Linked DNA regions of Mus musculus: region 1 is linked to region 2. Evidence: chromatin contacts called from public Hi-C data. All regions are on one chromosome and are shown on one strand. The core of a region is the stretch at or near the end of the contact, and the rest is flanking DNA. Distances in the headings are between cores, read along the strand shown. Region 1 has its middle 70 kb from the start of Rbm46. Region 2 overlaps Gm29921 (a long non-coding RNA gene).

The links. Hi-C and Micro-C count contacts between places; a contact is called where the count stands out from the background.
Region 1: a contact with region 2 is called in a Hi-C map of pre-pro-B cells, with 9 times the contacts expected there. The contact joins two enhancer-like sites. A contact is called at or near these places in 2 of 39 promoter capture datasets (cranial neural crest and liver) and 1 of 484 Hi-C or Micro-C datasets (pre-pro-B cells).

Annotation. Positions count from the first base shown.
Region 1 is chr3:82,803,027-82,810,182 of GRCm38.p6, reverse strand. No RefSeq gene overlaps it. Among named protein-coding and RNA genes, the nearest start is that of Rbm46, 70 kb to the left of the region's middle. Within about 2 kb of position 1,587, at least 17 of the 459 cell types and tissues checked have an H3K27ac peak or open chromatin away from gene starts, as enhancers often do. A contact at or near this core is called in pre-pro-B cells, where this site is marked.
Region 2 is chr3:82,154,523-82,162,236 of GRCm38.p6, reverse strand. Gm29921 (a long non-coding RNA gene) reads left to right here. Exons shown (of 9, transcript XR_867373.2): 3 at 5,160-5,283; 4 at 6,025-6,301. Among named protein-coding and RNA genes, the nearest start is that of Gucy1a1, 12 kb to the right of the region's middle. Within about 2 kb of position 3,481, at least 2 of the 459 cell types and tissues checked have an H3K27ac peak or open chromatin away from gene starts, as enhancers often do. A contact at or near this core is called in pre-pro-B cells, where this site is marked.

The DNA.
Region 1 (7,156 bases), core at 338-2,837, 650 kb before region 2:
AAGGGGAGAATCATCGCCTGAAAGTTGCCCTCTGACCTCCACAAAAGTGGTCCACAGGGTCCAGAGGAGGAAGAGCAGCGGAGATGGATGTGCCATGTGCACATACAAGGCCTTCTATCAGTTCCTTATGGCTGTTGTCAAGGCGTGTTTTTTAAATTAATTTATTGCTTTGTGTGTGTTAATTAATTTATTACTTTATATGTGTACGGGGTGTGGACACACTCATGCCGTAATGCAGGAGTAGAGATCAAAGGACAAGCTGGGAGACTGTTCCCTTCTACTCTGTAGAGCTCAGGGATCAAACTCGGATTTTCGTCTTAGAAGCAAGCACATTTGCCTGCTGAGCCATCCTTTTTGCCCCAAACCATTATGACTGAGATGCAATTTGTATATAGGGGAAATGCAAAGACCTTAAGGGCACAGAGGAAATGCTATCATTTTTCATTTTTGCTTCTAGACTTACTCCTGAACTCTGGGGTCAAGTCTGGTATTTATTGATGTTTCATTAACTTCTGTGAGTTTCTACTCATATGAGGAGTGTCAGGGGAGTCTGAGTTAAAAGCACTGTATGCTGACAATAGTGAAGTCCTTCCTAAGCATTTTCATTAATAGTCTTTTCCCATTATTCTTATGATCATTGTAAGGACTGAGCTTTTCTAAGTTGGATACAAGTCTGTAATTTGTTATCTACACCTTGCCCTGTTACACAACCTTGACTGATGGGACTACTCAGCAATCAGGATCTTACAAGTCCAAATCAGCAGCTCCCCAGGGCACACTCAGAAGTGTGAAACAGTGGCCCAAGGCTTGCTGAGCCTGGAGTTCTTCTCCAGATTGCAAAAAATTAGTTATTAACCGCCTTGGGTGAATTTCCACATCTGGGTTTTGTGTCATGATCAATCAGAAGTAATCAGGCGTTGTGATTAGCAGAATCACATTTAGACAGCAAGCTGCCTAAGACCTGTCCAATCCATTCATCAACCAAATTGATTGTCCATTATGAACCCAGTCGATGTGCTTGCTACCTCAGCATTTTTTGCCCACAGCAGCCTTTAGTGACAATGACTCCTGCCTCTCTGTGCTATGAGTATAACTCCATCACATGAAGTCTTTTACCATGTTCCTTGATGAGGGCAATGTCCACCATGGAGAAACACTAGTTTCATTACTGTTTTCCTTGAGGTATAACAATACTGTTTACTCCTTAATGGCTGTATAGAACTATGATCAATTCAGTAACTATTGTAGGTGGGAAGGAACCTGAATATAAGAGAAAACTTTCTGACAGTTACAAGTGTCTACCAACAAGGTGGCTGTCCCAGCAGACCAGATATTTTCCAAGATGCCATTCAAGCCAAAGCCACCCAAGTATGTTCAGTGATAATGTGATGGAAAATGGTCTAGCTGCACTCTAAGTCTGCTAACAGAGGTTGTGGTTCATGTGTATTGTTAGAGAGCCTGACTTGTCACCAGCTCTAGCAGAGGAGCTGGGGAAATGAGATGCAAAGCACCTGTTATAGACATACAACACTAGCAACATTACAGTTAGGAAGTAGCAATGAAAGTAATTTTATGGTTGGGGTTCACCACAAAATGAGGAACTGTATTAAAGGGTTGCAGCATTAGGAAGATTGAAATCCACTGGTTAAACACAAAGCCAGTAATCTTATTTATCTTCTTCCCTTCTATAACTTCCTACAGTATTTGAGGTCTGACCTATCTTCTCTCTTGGAAGATATTATGGCCCTTTGGAGGCCAGATATCTAGTCTAAGAAAAAAGGAGAAGAAAATCTTTGGAGACCGGTGTGCCAGAGGCTGAAAACTGTGGTGAAAGATTATAGAATGGTAATCTTCAGAGACACCAAAAGGGGACAGTCAGGAAAGCAGTGATCTGAGACATAAAGTGAGTGGGGACTTAGAAGGAGAACGAAAGTACACATAGGCTTTTATCTGTGTGTTGTATTCAGGAAACAAATAATGACATGGTTTGGGAGTGGTCCTGGGGTAAAAGATGTGTCTACATGAGTTTGCAAGGAATCTGGAGGAGAGCCCACGACTGTGAGAGAAGCAGAAGGGAGGACGATGTATCAGACATGCCTCCCAATTTATTGACTTTATCCACCTAGAAAATATTAATGACTCACCACAATAATGGTGTCTCTTGTCTTGCTCTGTTTTCTTTTTGATCTTTTCCTGTAGTTCTTTGCCCTTGCTTCTTGGGTAAACGGAATCACAAAATGACAGAAACTGCCTTTTCTTGTCAAAGCATCTTCTCTGTTGTCATGGGGCTCCCTGCAGTTTTTCATTATGACAATTATTATAAAGATAATGTACACCAGAAGATCAGATGAAAGATCTCATTAAAATTAATGTGTAATTACTTTTTAAAAAACAATACTTTTTTTTTTAAACAGTGGGAAGTATTTGTATTTCAAGTATTTGGAAGAAAAACATAATTAGTCTAAACTGTGCTGATTCCTTCTGCAGGATTTAGATGCCTCATTTTGATAAACTTTCTTTGATTTTTAAAGAGGACATAAGCACAATAATGATGGGCTCATTCATTCATTAAGCAGATACATCCTGACTGGGTAGACTCTAGAGATACGGGATGAATAAGAGTAACTCTCCCCTTGTGGGACATATTCTAGATATTTTGCAAAGGCTAAGTAGACAAAAAAATTTGTCCTTTTAAAGTAAGTTCTAAAATCTCCTTACCCCTTTTCTTCATCTGTAATGTGGGATTGTGGTGAAGACAGAATACATGGTAAGCAGCTAAATCCTGGGCAACTGTCTTAAGGACAAAAGATGATGTGTGTCAAATCTTAGGAAATCTACAAAACAGGTCCTGATATTGGATTTATCACCATGGGTTGGACAACCTTGGAGGTCCCTCACTTTGTGAATTTTATGTTGTTTTCTCTTAGCTGTAGGTAAAGGAGCCTTGGCCATATCTAGCTGATAAACAGTTCACTATTTCCCACTTCCGGTTAAGTGGTATGAACTGGACTAATCCTGATCAAATGCTACTTGCCACTTAAGGCTGTGGACAAAGCAGAGTCTAGTCCTGCACCTTCCCACTTATGACTACATCTTTTGCTTTGAACTTTTGCATCTCTGCACACATTTTCTTAGGCATACATCTCTCTGTACATGAGACTATTTCTCTTAGGGAAAAATACACAGATGTGAGATTTACTACTCCACTGAAACTTTGGAATGAAGGGCAGGTCCCCTAAATTCACTCTTCCTGAAAAGGGACATGAGCCATAACATGGACGATGAAAAGGTCAGGTGAACTCTGGGCATTCTCTGTTCTGCTTGGAACATGGTACAAGACCCAAAGATAAAGACTAACCAGTACCCCCAGAGCTCGTGTCTCTAGCTGCATATGTAGCAGAAGATGGCCTAGTCGGCCATCTTTGGGAAGAGAGACCCCTTGGTCTTGAAAACTTTATATGTCCCAGTACAGAGGAACGCAAGGGCCAAGAAGTGGGAGTGGGTGGGTAGGGGAGCAGGGCAAGGGGAGGGTATAGGGGACTTTCGGGATGACATTTGAAATATAAATGAAGAAAATAAACACATACACACACACACACACACACACACACACACACACACACACACACACAAAGATACAGAGTCGCCAAAAGGATAATGATTGGGGAACAGTGCACAGCTCCATCTTGCTGGTTGTCCAGTGGATAACAGAGCAGGCCATATGGTCCTTCTGTTAGACAAGTCCTCTTCTAGTTACATGTCCACTTCAGTGGCTGGAAGTGACCAGTTCACCAAGCAGCTGCCTTGTCTTGCTCACATGGGCTTGTGCTGCTGTTGGCCTGCCTCATGCCTCAGCAGCTTGGGGTTTTGTGTCTTTCCAGACATGGCATCTTCAGGTATAAAATTCTCTCCATGGGTTCTATGCAGGAATGTGTCATACCATTTCAGTGTTGCCACTAACAACACACGTTCCTAACAGTTCCTTTGCTTCTGTTATATTCTGCCCCTGTTCCAACAGTCCCTTCTCCCCAGCTGCCAGAACTGTGGTTAGCCACAGCCATTTTCCATATTATCATTTCAGGAGTTCACAATTTAGGTCAATAAATCCCCCGTGGTGGGTTTTATTAATATATACTGAATCCAGATTTAGATTAATGGCTACAGACACATTACTCACAAAAGGAAAGCACACCCTACTTTTTGGGAATAAACCTTTACCTTCAGATTCTTGTAGCAGTGAAGTTTATTATTCCCTTCACTGTGGAATGCCTAATGATCACCTGGTGTGCTAACCAGAGAACTTCATGAGTTTAATCACCCGTGAATTTTCTGACAGAAGAAGCAGCAATATTTTATGGCACAAAATGCATTGGTTAATGTACTTTTCTGTATTTTATACTTTTGTGAATAATACATTTTTCTTGGTAAATTTTTCCGTGCATCATTTGAAGTGATGACATCCTGGACTTGGTGTATGGATAACAGTTTATAGACACCACTGTGGCACGAAAAGCATCTTCTTAGAGGTTCCTAGGGATCATTACGTTAGAAGATGAGAGCACTAACTGTCTAAAACTCCAGAGAGAAAGCCCTCTCTAGATCTGTTCTTGGTTAACCCTCAAGCACTCCTCAGAATGCCCTTAAGCCGCAGCCGTCCTGTCCAAAGCTGGGACTGAGAGCTCTAAGGGATAATACGAGGGAAATGTGGTTTAATGTGAAAGCCAGTGAGCTTCCTTTATTGTGTGCTGAGGCAAGATAAAGATGGCGAGTCTTGTCTGGACTCAGCTTGGCTGCTGACTGAATGAACACAATTTGCATTTCTCTTTTGCTATTTGTATTTCTTGGGAAAATGTGTGTGTGCGTGTGTGTGTGTTTTATTACCATTTTACAAGGAAATAGAGGCCCTTTAACACATAAGTGGGTCTCCTTGGTCCCATAGTGAATGACAGAGTTGGACTGGAACCCATATCTCTTTGCCTCCAAAATCCATTTTATCAGTGTCCCTCTGCAGAAGATAACATTATTCTGACCTTACTCTGGCTGTTTTCTGACCAATTAGCTTTGGAAACCTTTAAAGTATAAGGAAAAGCCTTTTAAAGAAACCCGTCTTAGTATTTTATTGCTGTGAAGAGACACCATGACCAAGGCAACTCTTATAAAGGAAAATATTTAATTGTAGCTGTCTTACAGGTTCAGAGGTTCAGTCCATTATCATCATGGTGGGAAGCATGACAGCATGCAGGCAGACATGGTGCTAGAGAAGGAACTGAGAGTTCTACATCTTGATCTGCAGGCAGCAGAGGGAGACTGTGCACCACACCATGCATAGCTTGAGCATGTATGACCTCAAAGCCCACCTCCATAAAGACACACTTCCTCCAACAAGGCCATACCTCCCAATAGTGCCATTCCCTATGACCAAGCATTCAAACACAGGAGTCTATGGGGGCCATTCCTATCAAACCACTATAGTATCTATGACTCATTATCTCATTCCCTCTGTATTTAAAGTGTTCAGTTGTTTGGCCTGAGCTAAGCTCGATGCTTTAGTTGCTCTGAAATTGGTTCTTATTTTTCCCCAGTGCTGGTGACTGAATCCAAGACTTCATGCAAGCATGCTCTAGTGTCCTTGGTAATCTGGATAATTCTTAGCTGTGCTGGCCCTGCCCTGCCTGGATTTTTCTGTATCTAGTCTCTTCTATATTCTTTGTATGAGCTAGGCTTTTGGCCATACATTTATCTTAATGATGTATTTGATAACTGGGTTCTCTATGGCTTCTGCTGACCCACAGGTGGGACAAAGAAAGATGAAAGAGGATCAGTTCAGAAAAATAAACCCAAGAAGTGTCTGACCTGCCCCAGCTGCCCTGCTTCCAATGCAGAAAGACTTTTCATTCTGTGAACTGTAGGCAATTCTGTGGGTATAGATCCTGCTCTGGAATTATGTATCTTCTTCATGGGAAGAGATACCTACTCTAAACATTATGCAAATACAAGGTTTGATTAGTCTTGACTTTTCTTTTCTTTTCTCTTCTCTTCTCTTCTTTTCTATTCTTCTTCTTTTTATTATTAGATATTTATTTCATTTACATTTCCAATGCTATCCCAAAAGCCCCCCACCCACTCTCCCACCCACTCCCCCACCCACCCACTCCCACTTCTTGGCCCTGGCATTCCCCTGCAGATAAAGTTTGCACGACCAATGGGCCTCTCTTCCCAGTGATGGCTGACTAGGCCATCTTTTGATACATATGCAGCTAAAGACAAGAGCTCCAGGGTACTGGTTAGTTCATATTGTTGTTCCACCTATAGGGTTGCAGATCCCTTTAGCTCCTTGGTTACTTTCTCTAGCTCCTCCATTGGGGCCTATCAAATACTGTTTATTTTATAATACTTCAATGTGAATGTTGTGAAGTATAGGTGGGAAGATATTGATTCTATCTCCTACAAAGAGTTACCATTAGAAATAACATAATAATGACTCCTCTTTGGGAATTTTACTGTGTATTTAAATATACAAATCATGGATCTACATTCTATCCATGGTTACAATACATATTTATATTTTTTACATATTTATTTTAATGTTGCCTTAATTATTGATTCTAGTTCCACTCTGGGGGTTCTCCAAATAGCACAAGAATTGTGAGGGCTACCTTTTCTCTGTGGAAAGGCGTCTGGTCTAGTGATGAGGTTAGGGAGACACCTCCCTGGGTTCAGAACTGCACTGAAGACGATGCCACTTCATTCTGCTTGAGGAGACTATTATCAGAATGTCACTGCACAAATTTTGGAGCTGTTCTTATAAACAGTGTCTAATTTTGCTTTAAAATGGGAGCTGGGCCCGGCTCAGCTGGCAGGTAGACTTGAGTATTTGCTTTTTGTCTGTGAGCTCATGAATCATCATCTTATGCCTAATGATGTGACTTAGAAAAGCTTACCCCGTAAGCTGAATCTCAGTTTCCTCACATAAAACACTGGGACGGGTCCTGCAGAGAAGGCTATGATTTTTAGAAGACTGGTTGCTCTTCCAATTAAGAAGTTAAAGACTGGGCTATTAAAGTCTATCTAATTGACTTTGGTAAGGATTAAATATGATTATGTGTGTTCATATTTTAGCTTGCATTCATGCTCAGTAGAATTCCTTTTCTCTTCT
Region 2 (7,714 bases), core at 2,232-4,731:
ATGATTGAATAAATAAATGTTCAGACAATTATTGATTCTTATACTTGGACCTCAGAAAAAGAGCTGAACAGAGCTTTCTCCATAGCCTGTACTCTACCTCATAGACTGTTCTCAATCCAGTGCCATTTTTTTTTTGTGCCTAAATGCCTTAATTTTCTCAAACCTAATCAACTTAAATTATAGCTTAAATGAACAAGTTTATTAAGTGAACAAGCATACTGCGTGGAGCAGTTGTGTAAAGACAAACATTTGCATCATTTATGGTGATGAATTTGCTCTCCAGCTTTGTAGCTGTCTGATTCTGTTATGAATTCAGGAACACACCCACAATTCATAGCAGAATGAATGTCTCCAGAATCCCTTGCCAACCAGAGATTGAATTTGGATTCTGATTTCATGGAAAACTTAGATAGCAGAGCAAAAAGGAAGAACTGTCCTGTCTAGCTAGAGCTGTGACCAGCAGGGACAAATGATCTGGAGCCTTCTACCACCATTTATAAAACAGCAAGCTCATCTCACCAATAACATTTCTTCTCACTCCTGAGCTCCCTCTCAGGTCCCCCTGTCATACTTCTTCCTGTCCAAATTGCATAAAATGGTTTCTGATTTACTGGCGAAAAGTCTGAGTGGTTGTCAGAACAATGTAAGTAACTTATAACAGAAATTTAGAGGAACAATGCACTAAGTAGCTGCAGCTCATTAAAAAGCTGTCTCTCCCCTGCCCCTCCCTTCTTAACTGTGCTCCCACCAACTCTCCCCCTCAGCTCTATCTTTCCTCCATGTATGTTTTCATTTGATATTGCATACACTTCTCTACATTTTTAAACTCTCTGTGATACTACATTGGGAGAACCCCTGCAACAATGGTCCTTACTGTATTGTTCCTAAGCTTCCATAACAGTGCTTACATGCAATGGTTATTCAACTAAAGCATGAGAACAAATTCCTTATCTGTTCATGGACAAGTGTTTTCCTTGTCTTCATGTTTTAATGCATGGGTTAATAAGAAGAAGGGTTGAGAACTTACAAGTATGGAAAGAAAGATCGATTTGTCTGTTCATCGTCCTGCTGTGCTCACCATAATGCAAACGATCTTTAGACTGAAAAGAAGAATGATCAACACAGAGCTGCATACTATTTTCTTTCTTGTTTTCTTTGTAGAGTTCCTTGTGATCTATGTGCCATGTTATCTTAAGGTGAATTTGATGATGAGGTTCCTAATGTTGATATAAGGAGTAACTTTTCTCAGCATATAAACAAATTCCAAATAAATGGGAGGGGGTTTACCTGTTAAATATCAACCAAGAGCAAAGAACATAAACATAAGGTGGCCCGGAGATTTTAGAGCCAAAGTCTGGCCTCTGGTAGCCCCTTATTAACAAGCTACGCTCACCTTCTGTCTTTAATATCATTAAAGAGTCAAGAAGGAGTGAAAACAGAGGGGAGAGATGTAGTCAATTCGGCCACACTTGGAAAAGGAACTTCTGTTTCTTTTTCGTGATGCTGATGATACTGACTTGAGCTTGTGTTAAAGAAAGGGCAAGAGGCTCTGTAACTAATTGTCCTTACCCAGGTGTGGTCCATCTCTGGTTTTCACACCTCCTGTCTCTCCTTCAAGATAATCTCATAAGTTTTCGGAACTCCGTGGAGTCTGTTCCTTGGATGCAAGTATTTTTCCTGGCTGCCACCTTCAGCAGGTCCCTTTCCTTCCTAAGGAAATTCTAATTCTTCTGTCCATTGTTTCAATAGTCTGATAGCTGAAGACAGGAGTGTAAGGGTCTCTTTAAAATGTCTCTTATTGGAATGAGGCAGAGAATGATACAGCAGGGAATCTGACATCCTCTCAAGGGCAAGAAGCACACATGCACTTGCTCATTCTTTATCACTAATCTGTCAATGATCTGACAAAACTGTCTTCATAAACATTTCTTTGCCGTAAAAGTAAGTGCCAAAAATATAGTGACTATTTTCTCAGTGTAAAGGATAAGTAGGCCAAATAAGTTTTAAAACTGCATTCCAGCCTACAATGTCTCCATCTAAGAGTCTATGCTAATAAAGGTAAAGTGGTGCAAACATAAAAAAAAAGTCTCTTATTAAACAATGGCAGTTAACAAAGCTTAAATTATATAGAGTTGTCACCGCAGTGATGACAAAACCCAGAAAACAGTTAACGTCACCCAGAGGAGAAAGAGAATTCAGCATCCAGTATCCATGTTTAATAAAAACCACCTAGCATAAGTATGTAATAAAATACAAGAAGCACATGAGACTTACTTTCCATGAAACTGGTGTAATTACACCTCTAGAAAAGACCTACCAAGCCATCTGCACAATAACATTTATGCCTACAAAACACCTTGTTCCCTAAAATTCCAAGTTCTTGGAAACAAAACAACAACAACAAAAAATTAAAAGGCATTCAGGCAAAAACATTTATTGGCAATTTTTTTCATGTTTGTACTTGTATGTTTTATGTCACATTTAGTTTTTAGCTTGTGTTAGACTGTCTTTAGTAAACAGAAATTCTGAAATTAAATTTTGGCACAGTTCATCAGTCTAATTCCTTCGCCTATAAGAAATTTCCTGCTTACTCAGCTAAATGAACATGTGCTTCATATATACAATGGACTTTCACTCTGCTGTAAGAGAAATGAGCTTCTAAAATTTATAATAAAGTGGATGGGTCTGCAAAGTAGTAGCAAAGTAGTACATTAAGTAAGGTCACCTAGACTCACAAAGACAAAACCTGCATATCTGTCTGTCTGTCTATCTATCTATCTATCTCCTAACTTTAAAATTTTATGTCTTACTTACTTACTTTTCTATTGTCTTGAAGAGACAGCATGACCAAATCAATGTACATAAGAGTTATTCAACTTAGAGTTTCAGAGAGCCCATGACCATCATGGCAGAGTGGAAAACACGGCAGCAGACAGGCAAGCACGGCTCTGGAGCCGTAGTCCAAAGATTACATACCAAGAAACAGAAAGGCTGTGCTGGGAAGGAAAGGGGAGAGAAACAGGGAGACTGGGAATAGTGTCAGATGTAGAAACCTCAAAGCTTACCCCCAGTAAGACACTTACATAATAAAGCCATGCTTCCCAATCCTTCCCAAACAGCTCTATCAACTGGAGACCAAGCATTCAAATATGAGTCCATGGGAACCATTCTCATTCAGAGCACCACTGTTAGTAGCGGAGCAAATGAGAATGATTAATTATAGGCTATAAAAATAAATAGCAAATGATATGAGAGCAAGAAGTGTTGAGAAAGGAGAATGTGCTAGACTACAGGTCACAGGTCGTTTGTGGCATTAAATCAGAAAAGAAGATTCTGGGTATAGGAGGGTATAAGGATGAGGGGGAAGAGGTGAGGAAAAGAAAAAGAGGGAACAAATGTGTTTGAAAGACTCTGTAATGGAGCCCGATTCTTTCTATGATAATGAAACTACTTTAAAGTAAATGAAAACTATTATCTATTTTCTGTTCCCTTTACTCACTGTTGCCCTACACTGTGGTTTTCTGTTAGAAATTCTCTTTCTCTACCACAGGTTCTACAAAGCCTTTAAGAATCATTGTGGTTGTATTTTATTTTTACATAAATTTAACAACATGTTTTGAGAATTCCATAGAGGAGCACTGTATCACTTCTGCCCCACACTCTGCCCCTCCAACTCCTTCTATGTTCTCAGTACTCTCTTTTATCTTCCTGGCCTTTGCTTTAATTATTATTGGTACAGGGATTGAGGTGTTTTGGTTACACAATATCTAAGAGCATCTTCTCCTCACACCTGATCTCCAATTCTCCAAGGTCAGTTTTCCCCACATGAAACTCTGTTCTGACAGGTTTCTCTTTCTTTTTTCTTTTTTTCTTTTTCTTTTTTTTTCTCCTTTCTTGAACTTTTTATACCACAGTCTGTTTTCTTTCGCCTTTACTTACATCTTTTAAGAAGACCACAATGGTGGCAATTGCTTTCAGATTTCCTAGTGTACAAAATGTGCCTGCTTCTTGTTGTTTCTAACAATTCATTATCTCTGGTTTAGTCATTTAAACAAAAAGTGTATAAGTAGAGTTTTAAAACTTCAGTTATTTCCCTGGGCATGGATGGCATAGAATCCCAGGACTTTAGAGGCAGGAACGGAAGACCAGGAGTACAAAGTTATCTTTGGGCACATAATCAGTTGAGTCTGAGGACAGCCTGGACTACATGAAAGTCTACCTGAAGAAAAACTTTAAAAAGTTATTATGTAGAGTTTTTAGGCTAATGAGAGAATAAGTTATTGACCTGCATTCTGGAAAATCTCAGGTGCTGTCTCACAGAATATATGGCCTTCCTTTGAACCACTGTTTTCCCTTTGTAGTATTCTTTATATATTTTATACCACTCTTTCTATTTTTATCTTGCTCTTTGTTTTAATGTGGACTATTCCTTTAGATCTAGTTCTGAGTGATAAATTAATGTTATCTGCAATTTTCTATTTTATGGTCTAACTCCTAATATTTTATGTTTAATTATTGTACTTTTCTTCTCTGAATATTCTCTTTGATTCTAGTTTCAAACTGGTTAACATTCATATTTTATTGTTTTCTTTATACACCTGGTACATTTTATTTTTAGATATATTAAAATGATTACTTTATATCCTATTTTGTATAATGATATTGTGTGGCTATTTAACATTCCCAGAGTTCTCCAAGTGTCAAAGGCTTCATCTCTGGCCTATAGTACTACAGGGAGATAGTAAAAGTTTCAGTTTATAGGACCTGCTGAAAGGAAATGAGATAACTAACTATACATTCAGGCTTTTCCTTTTGTTAACTGAAGATGCGTCCTGACTAGCTGCCCCTGCCCTGACTTAACTACAAAGGTAGACTTTTCTGTAGATTTTTTATTTTATTTTTATTTGCGCATCTCTGTGTCTGAAATGTATATGTGTAGGTTTGTGTTGAGGACAGAAAGAGTGTTGAATCTCCTGGAGTTGGGGTTACAGGTTATATGCCACCCAGAGATGGCCCTGGAAATTGAACTTAGGTCCTCTGGAAGATCAGCAAGAGCTCTTAACTGCTAAGGCATCTCCCTAGGCCCTTATTTTGTAATTGTAAAACTAAGTAAATTCTTTTGTTCCCTAAGTTGCATTTTGTTGGTTACTCTATTACAGAAACACCAATGAAACTGGGACACCTTCTCATTGCATCTCATTTTCCCAAAACTCAATCTATAAAGATTAGTTTTGAGTCTCCATCCATAAAGGTTTATCTTTCAAGTGGATTCCTTCAGTGAAGGTCTGTATTTGCCTCTGCAGAACTCCTAGAGCTTTCTCAATACATGCTCACTTTACAATAAGAATTCTACCTGACATTTCTGAGCTACAGAACTGGTGTTAATCCAACACTGTGGAAGAACAGGCTGGAGGTCGGAAGCTGTCAAGAGTGAGCTACTTCTCTCATGTTCTTTTCCAAGCCACAAAGACAAGGTATTTAGGGTGAAAACACTCACCCTGTCCCCTTGGTCTGTGTGGCTTTTATTGGTGTGCTCTGACTACCTTGGAGTGGCTAGTTGTATCTACTGTCTCTTCAGTCCTATCTCCCTGCCTGAGCTCACAAGGCCCAGAGATCTAAGGGATGTTGCCAGCTGGACCACTGGCTCTACAGTGATATCTTTTATTTTTCTCACTGAGTTTAGTCTCAACTTGCTTCTAGACACACATTCATGCGAAACCTCAAAAGTACACTTAGTTTTTAATCTGTGTTTTTAATATTTACTTTGGGGAAGAATTTCGCTATATATTATAAAGCAAAGAATCTTGTATTCTATTTAAAAGAGAGCAAAACAGACTTCTTTAAAAAAATATGGTAAGGAAGAGGTTTGCTGAGATTCAATTTCCCTTAGGTGATATTTTCAGCTGTTTAAGCTAAGTGTTTCCTAAATAGGAGCATAGCAGTCATAACTGTCATTTTCATAAGATGAGATTCTAACAAGTCTTCCATTGCACAATTTGCAATTTTTTTAATGTCAAAATACAGCTCTCTTTCCTGTGATGCTAGACTCACTTTCCCTCTCAACCGTGGCACAGCATGTGCCTCTTGGTCCTATCGGTAAAAGACTGTTACTGGAAGACCTTGACACTTCTTGGATGCTTCTCCAGTCTGAGACCCAAAGGAAGCAACACCCCTGAAACACAGGTGTGATGATCAGAGACACATCATGATTTCTCAAGAAGAGTGAGACTCAAAAGCTGAACCAACATCTACCCATTCGCTATTTCTAAAAGATCCCAATTATCCCATTAGTGAAGATATGGTAAGTTGGTGAGCACTCTGTGGGAATGATACCAATCACTCTCTTACTCTTACAGTGAGTTTATAACAGCTATGTTATTTTTCTCAGACCACATATTATCACTCTAAAAGTACAATACAAATAAAAGAATGAAGGAAAACTCTTTCCTTGTACCATATTAAAATGAGAGGATTGTTGACTGACTAAAATATGCTCTCATTGTTCTGGACACCGTAGAAACATTTGCAAACTGGTCTCTCTACATCATCCTTTCTTTGCCGGATGGAACGGGATTTTCTGACGTTGGGATAATTATTTAAAGAGTAAGGAGGGATTCTTCCCCTTCTCTAGTCCAATTATTCTTAGGTTTGGTCTTTTCCTAGTACCCCAGATTTCCTGGATGTTTTGTATGATGTTTTGTATCAGGAATGTTTTAGATTTAACATCTTTTGAACGATGTATCAGCTTGTTCTATCATAGTTTCAACACCGGGGATTCTTTCTTTGATTTCTTCTATTCTGTTAGTGATGCTTGTGTCTATAGTTGTTCCTGTTCAATTACCTAGATTTCCTATCTCCAGTTTGTGTTTTCTTTGTTGCTTCTATTTCCATGTTCAGGTACTAAACAGTTTTATTCATTTCTTTCAACTCTTCCTCTCTCTCTCTCTCTCTCTCTCTCTCTCTCTCTCTCTCTCTCTCTCTCTCTCTCTCTTTGACTTTTTAAAAAGGGATTTATTTATTTATTTTCCTGGATCTCCTTAATGGATACAGATCTAAAGAGAGAATTTTCAACAGAGGAATCTCAAGGGGCTGGGAAGCACTTAAAGAAATGTTCAATATCCTTAGCCACCAGGGAAATGTAAATCAAAACTACTTTGAGATTTCATCTTACAACTGTCAGAATGACTAATATCAATAACACAAGTGACAGCTCATGCTAGCAAGGATCTGGAGCAAGGGGACCACTCCCCTGCTGCTAGTGGGAGTGCAAACTTGCACGGCCATTTTGGAGTCAACATAGTGGTTTCTCAGGAAATTGAGAATTTATCAACCTCAAAACCTAGCTATCCCATTCCTGGGCAATGTCCCAAAGGATGCGCTATCTTACCAAAAGCATACTTGCTCAACTATGTTCATAACAGAAACTGGAAACAAACTAGATATCTCTCAACAAAAAAAAAATGGATAAAGAAGATGTACATTTGCTTAATTTTTTAACTCAGCTCTTTAATAAAAAATCATGGCTTATAGGCAAATAGATAGAGCTAAAATAAAAAAAAAAATCATCCTGAGTCAGTTAACTCAGACCCAGAAAGACAAACATGGTATGTACCCACTGATAAGTGGATCTTAGCTATAAAATTAAGAATAATCATGCTACAGTCCACAGACACAGAGAATGTGAGGGAAATAGAATAAATATTGTAGGTGGAGT